Linked DNA regions of Zea mays: region 2 is linked to region 1. A link is a contact called in public Hi-C data. All regions are on one chromosome and are shown on one strand. Each heading gives the region's core, a stretch centred on a gene start, on an enhancer-like site or on the middle of the called end of the contact. The rest is flanking DNA. Distances are from core to core; before and after follow the strand shown. Region 1 holds the start of LOC542547 (50S ribosomal protein L2, mitochondrial-like). Region 2 holds the start of LOC100191163.

Region 1 (3,694 bases), core at 1,047-3,546:
TTCATGAAGAGCTAGTTTCTGCAGAATGACAAAAGGGGAAAAGTAGCGATAACAACCATTGGAGTGAAAACATTTATTCTGTGTTGTCGATTGGAGTGATAACAACCATTTCTTCTGCTGCACCAGAATCAAGTCGATTATCACAGTTCCCTCTGCCACAAACACATATTCTTTATTTTCTGAACTGTATGAGCTTTGTTCCAGCAAACGCTTTCCGACTGGCCACACTTGGTGATCGGTACCCTGCTTTGGTGGGCTTTCCCCAGGGAGAAACTGAAGGCCTGCCTCCTTTAGTACGCCCCTCGCCTCCACCATGGGGATGATCCACAGGATTCATAGCAACACCACGGACAACAGGGCGTCTGCCTAACCACCTGCTGTGCCCTGCCTTTCTTAGCTTGCGTGTACCATGGCTTGGGTTGGAGACTATACCAATTGTAGCATGGCATCTTGAATCAACAGCCTTCTCAGCACCTGAGGGAAGGCGCAGGACACACTTGGCGCCTGGCTCCTGGACTACCTTAGCATATGTACCAGCTGCTCGAACCATCTTCCCACCCTGACCAGGACGACATTCAATATTATGCACCCAGGTTCCAATTCGTGCATTGGCTAATGGTATACAATTTCCAACCTTTGAGTTGAGATCAATTATATCGAACTGATTTTCCAAGGAATATGGTGAAGAGGCTGAACTCTTAGAAGGCTTCGAGGAATTATAGTTCATCACTGTACTACCTGGCATGCACTGGTGACTGGCCAATATATAAGACACTGGTATGCAATCAGCCTTTCCCTTTGGCCCTTTACTCGTACCACTAGTCTTTGCTGCCAAGCTACTGAAGCTGTTAGCTTGTGTCTTAAGCAAATGTTTCTTCTTCAGTTCATTCTGCCAGGAGAGTGCAGCTTGACGCTTCATTCTCTGTGCCCAAAGCACATCATCTGTTGCCCATTTCTGAATCTCAGTAAAGGAAAATGTATGTTTTCCTTCTTCATCCGCTTTGGCTTGAGCAAAGAATGTGGGCTTGGCACCAGCTACAGCTATCCTCGGTAAGCTCGATGACGCACCAGATTTAAGAGATGCAGAAATATCTCCATTTCCCAGAGCAGAGTACAGTGCAGAAGCTTCCTTATCTTTATGCACTCTACTAGATAATGCAGCAAGGGAAAACCGGCCGGAGACATCAGCTGTAGCAGATTGTTGGATTTGAGACATGGCACTGAGTTCTTGTGGACTCTTGGGGCGGCGGAAATGCACCCCTTGCACCCATCGCACAAGAGCAAGGCTCGAGGAGCGATTCGGGTCGTACTCGATCCGCTCCACAATACCCGTGGAACAGGCGTCGCGTTTCACATCGACCTTCCTCTGCAACCTCTTGGCCCCTCCACCACGGTGGAAAGAGGTGATGCGCCCAGACGAGTTCCTCCCAGCCGTCTTCGATGAACTCAGAGTCAGACGCTTCAGCGCTCCCGTCTTTGCTCGATCCCTCACAAGCGAGAGAGCAGACTGACGTGCCATCTCGTTGAAAGGGATGGAGACTGTACAATAGCTCCGAGTGGAGACTCTCCAAAATGCAAAGATGTTCTAGGCTCTGCAACATTCAAATACCAAAGACTAATAATTAAGGTCCATATAAAGCACTATTACAATATGGATGGAATCTGGCATGACTACATCAATTCAGCAGAAATCTACAATACAGATCACATCTGGACTACGGAGCCCTAGGCCGGTCTGGAAAAACCCAAGCAACTAGTGTGTTGGGTGGCGGACAATTAGAGCAAAGCCACAAAAGCAGCATCAAGCAGCACGAAACAATCAGTTTCCAGGCACATGACAAGCAAATCCGCGTAGGAAAAAAAAAACAAATCCCACATCCCCACCGCGCAGCCACGCCAATCCCTAACCAAGCCGATCCCCATTCCCCAACCCACGAACTATGAAGTACCATAACTAGAGAATCCGTTGCGTACCTTGCCTAGAAAATAGATCTTTTTCTACACAATCTAGACCTGGTACAGATGTGTTCGCTAACTAGTTCCCACGTCACGAATGGTTGAAGATGAGGAACTAACCAGGAAGCGGCAGGGACAAGACCTAGACGGGTTGGCCGGCGGTCGCAGCAGCTCTGAGGTGAGATGGTCCGAGGAGACGATGGCGCTCGGCAGCAGGAAAGAGGTCAGTCGCCTTGCCGGCGGCTACGAGTGGTGTGCTGCGGAGCGAGGGAGATCGAGGACGGCTACGATGGGCCCCCGGGGATGCGCTTGGGCCTTGGATAGAGAGCTAGGCCGCAGCTGGTGAGTGGATAGTGATAGGCCTATTTACACAGTTCCGGCCCAGAACCGGTAGGGCCCCATAAACTATCTAGCAAAGCCTACCACGCAGTGGTGATAATCTCTATTCTCTATCTCTATTCTCTATTTTTATACTTAAAGCACCAGTTTCAATGGTCATTCCGTGTCAATATTTTTCAAAGACCCCTCGTCTCTTCAGAATCAACCCGCAATTCTAAAACTATCTCTACTATGTGTCTTCCCTAGTTCTACCGTTCTGCCACTTATCGATCTGGTGTGTCGATCCATCCGCCCGCACTCCAACGTCGCACGGTGCCCAACGCCCGATGAAGTCGCGCACCTCCGTCTCCTCCGGTCACCCGCCCGCCCGCTTCCTCAGCAATCGCCCTCGCGAGTAATAGCTCCTCTGCCATCCCCACGCCGACGACGTTATCCATCCACGCTCACGCCGACGATACTTATCTATCCGCGCCAAATCCGGTCCCCCATTCAGGCACGACGGCTGGCCGGCTGCAGTGGTCCCCTATCTCCTCCTCCACGTCATATATAACAATTCAACCCGTCCTGGCTCTCCTCTCAGCTCGCTCGATCGCATCCCAAACCCCTGCACAGGAAGGAGGGAGGTGAGAAAAGGGAGAGCTAGGGTTCTGCGTCGCCGCCTTCTGTTATCCCCAAGTGAGCGACAGTCCCATAGATCCAGTACGCATGCTTCGCGTCGCCGCTGCCATCTTGATCTGTGTCGTTTGGTATTTTTTTGTAATCTGGTAATTTTTGTTCTAGCATGTAGGCACCTAATGGGCTCCTTCGCCCTGGTTGCCACAGTCCATGTGGCCACCGCGATGCTCTAGCTCGATGCCGAGGTAGGACTGCTTCATTCACCCATGACGGTAAGATTCAAATTCTGGCTTTCCAACTACTAGCACGATCTGTTTTAACATCAGTTTTGCTTCAAAGTCGCAAAGTTCGGATCGAAGAAAAATTTGAGTTATTTAATTGTACAAGTGGAAGAGAATTCATACATGTACATGATTCGCGTATTTTTTATATCCATTTAGTTATTTACTTTTTAAAAATACAAGTTTAAGTTTTCAGCTTAAGTAAACATGATTTGGCAGTAATATACAAGTTACAATGTCCCTAGGGGTGCTTTGCTCTTGCAAAATATTACTGTTGCTAAATTGTTTCATAAATTTGATTAAAGAGATTAATCTACCACACATAGGTTAAATAAATATCTATTTATAAAAATATTTGACATGGTAAAAAAATAATGTTGTTACTCTGTAGGCAATGTTATTACAAAGCTAATGCGACTTAAACGGATTAAATCGAAGTTATAATGCAAAAGTTATGGGCTAATTAAGTTTTAGAGCTATCTAATATTAATCTTATAGATTCT
Region 2 (3,488 bases), core at 698-3,197, 160 kb before region 1:
AGCGAAGAGACTAGGCTAGGGCGGAGAAGAAAGAGCACGGGGCGGGGGGTGGGGCGCCGGACCACCACAGTCGCCAAAGGAACGAGAAACCCAAGGAGCGAGCGAAGCACTCCTTGCCACCGCCATCCTTGAAGAGGCGCGCGGGAAGCGCCGCCGCCTACTCTGGCAGCGGCAAGGCCAGAGGCGAGGTGGAGTAGCGGCGACCGCTAGGGTTTGCCGCCCGAGCGAGGCGACGCGAGAAGGTTGCACTTTTCACCTTCCTATATAAACATATCATTGTTGCCTGAGCTTGCTTAGTAGGCAGACACGCTTACCCAATCCTGGTATCTATTCTCACAATATGGAGAAGAGTGATGCTACAAAATGAAATCATAGCTTCTGTGCAGCTCACCAAACCATGTCTACTTTAAATGTGTTTGTCTCAGACAACAAATACATAATAATATATAAGTTCTCACCTGAATCTGATGTGACAAGCTTTTCAGGAACAGTGCACATCCTTTTCATCAAACGAGTCACTAAACTATCGATTATCTCCCCAACTAAGTCTTTTTCCCTTTCCGATGAAAGAATGTTCTTCAGTGTAGCTGAACAGGGAACATGATTACCGAATGATTAGCCAAGGTCGTTTCAACAAATGTAGATTGCATACGCAACAGTGTATCATTTGAATATTCATATTTTTCATTTCATTGAATTCTGTTTTTGTCAAAGATTAATGGAAAAAGCCCAAATACATAACAGCTCACATATAACTTACCCAAAATGAAATCTACTGCTTGGTGAGAAAATGTAGCAAATGAGTGGCCAGCTTCACTCTGCACAAGTGAATCTTACCTTTAGAAAGATGAAACAAAATATCTTAGTTGTAAACAAACTATATGATTTTACTTTGGCAAAAATGCCGTCTGATAGCTCCACCAGGAAATCAGTCGACATGCTGAGCTGCTGCATCTCATCCTCACTGTTGAAATCTGGAGAAGTGAAACAATTGAAACTATAACCTAAGAAATATAACATTTTCTCTTCCAAGAGTAACCCAGATAATCAGAAATGAGCGTCACAGGGAAAATTTTCTACTGTACATTGACAGATTTTCTACTGCAAGAGAAATGCAGTCCAAGGCAAGTGAAAGGCTGTTGTTTACAGACTTTTCAAATTTTAGATGTTTGAATGACATCAAAATTATGACGGTGGATTCAAGACAGAACCAACCGATCAAACTAGAACTTGGAAGAGATCGATCCACTCGCCGTCGCTTCTCCTTCCACCGCACTGTCACACATCACAGAAGTATAAATTACATTAGCAGCCCACAAAAATTTCAAAATACTAGCACATCGAAGCAAACCGAAGCCATACCCAGTCTGAGAAACCTCCTCCTCAGCACCTCGTCAACCCAGTGCTCCCCACCACCGCCACCCTGCTGCGGTCGAAGGTCCCGGCACCCGTCGAAGAAGTGGCACCGGCACGACGCAACCGGGGGCTCCATCTCCTCCCCGCGCACCCCATCTGCTCCGATAACAAACTCAATTTCCACGACGCCTGCAATGGAATTCGGCCAGACGAACAATAGCGCGGATAGATTGGCATGGCCTTACATACCTTGGAGGACCTTGAGCTCCTCGCGGAGGCGGAGGATTTCGCGCTTCCGGTCCTTGGCCTGGGCGGGAGAAGGAGATCTAATGTCAGAGGCGGAGGTAGGGTTTGAATCCGAGGGTTGTTGCTGCTAGGGGAATGGGACCTTGCGCTTCCAGTGGAGGAGAGACGGGGGTGATGTGCCCGCGGTGGCGTTGGCTTTGCCAGGGAGGCGGTTGTAGTGGATGAGAGCCATTGCGAGCGCGGCCTTTAGCGATGGCGAGTCTATTCGCGACGAGGAGGTGCCCGTGGCCGCTGACGCCGTCGGCGTTGGCGGGCGGGGTTTGGGAAGAGCCATGCCGATTGGCGATCGCGGCGGCGCAGGCAAACGAGAGGAGAGGCCCACCCAAGAATATGTGGACCGTGATCCGTGATCAACGAATTTAACATAAACCCGCCTATTCTAGGACCGCGACTACAAACGGCTATTCTACTATTTTAATTAGCTAGAGCAACACTCTAACCCCAAAATCCTATTCTAGCACCTATAAAAGCTTCTCCAAAAGGATTTGAACCAACATATCTTTTTAATAAGGATTTTCTCACAAAATGAATAACTTTTTCTAATAAAAGATCAAATGAAAAGATAATTAAGTTATCCCTTTGTTGATCTATAACTCTTTAAAGAAATTTGAGTTAAATCATATCTTGATAGCTATACAATAGAAATTATTTCTCTAAAATAAACTATTTATGTGTGAATTACATAGCTAGAAGCAATTGCTTCTCTAGAATAATAAATAAATAGAATAATAAAATATTGTTGCATTATTGTTTGTATATTTATAGTTTGAAACTCAAAATAATTTGGAGTTGAATATAGAATCTAAATTCAAGAAAGAAGGCACAAAATATAAAGAAGAGAAGCATACCTAGACCTGGGCTGAATCTTCTCCTCGGCCCAAACCAAATCACTGCACCGACCTCATCACTAGCTGACCGAAGGGACCCATGCCGCAGCCACTCCCTGATAAGGCTGAAGTGCCCGATCTTTCGGTGAGTGGAGATAATTTCGATCTGGCGAAGATGACCCTCACGGTCCGACTACGACGAGCAAGCTCGAGGCGCCAATGCAATCGCTGAACCAACTCCCTATGGTTACCGACCTTGCTGGTGCAAGATCAGCCTGATCACAAAGATCATTTCCTGCACGCAATCGAAGAACGAACAAGAAAAAGATACGAGCAATCTAGTCTATTACTCGATGGTGGAGTTCTGAATACACGAAGACAGCGCTAATATGTGCGTGTTTGGGAATAGCTAAGGCTAATGTAAAACAAAACTCAAGGAACAAAAGGAGGTGCAGCTACTAGATAAATAGAGAGAGGGGCACAGCCCCTGGTGGCGGCCAAGGTGGAAAAACGCAACCCTAGGGGCGGCCCATCCTAGGTCCTCCACCTTGGGTCGTAATTGGGCCGGTCGTCTATTCTTCTGGTCCCTCATTATTCAGTAGCATGACGAAGTTAAGATCTCTTGCACGGGTCCGAGTGATTTGCCCAACTAATGAAGGAAGTGGTGCCTAAGGTGAAGTTGGCCTAGCTGAGGAGGGATGTGGCGCCTGAGGTGGTGGTGCTGCTGGTGTATCGTACTCGTGTTGCAGTTGATATCCTCATCATCCTCCCCTTCTTGAAGTGAAGTCATCCTCAACGGTAACTCGTCATCCTCGCCCATGTATGGTTTCAAATCTGGAACATTAAAACTAGTGTAAACACCAAATTCTACAGACAGGTCAAGGATATAAGCATTATCATTAATCTTTGTTAGCACCTTAAAAGGACCAGCAACACGAGGCATTAATTTAGAATGGTGCAAATTAGGAAACTAATCATTTCTCAAGTGCAACCAAACCA

What was found. A called contact is a pair of places that touch in the nucleus more often than the background predicts.
Region 2: a contact with region 1 is called in a Hi-C map of ear, with 2.8 times the contacts expected there. The contact joins the promoter of LOC100191163 here to the promoter of LOC542547 in region 1. A contact is called at or near these places in 9 of 25 Hi-C or Micro-C datasets (bundle sheath, ear, endosperm and 3 more).

Annotation. Positions count from the first base shown.
Region 1 is chr4:93,394,696-93,398,389 of Zm-B73-REFERENCE-NAM-5.0, reverse strand. It overlaps LOC542547 (50S ribosomal protein L2, mitochondrial-like), which reads right to left and starts at 2,296. Exons shown (of 2, transcript NM_001148261.2): 1 at 2,077-2,296; 2 at 1-1,592. The coding sequence starts at 1,519. The coding sequence ends at 173.
Region 2 is chr4:93,550,002-93,553,489 of Zm-B73-REFERENCE-NAM-5.0, reverse strand. It overlaps LOC100191163, which reads right to left and starts at 1,947. Exons shown (of 10, transcript NM_001136598.1): 1 at 1,745-1,947; 2 at 1,606-1,663; 3 at 1,363-1,512; 4 at 1,216-1,275; 5 at 892-974; 6 at 761-818; 7 at 459-587. The coding sequence starts at 1,936.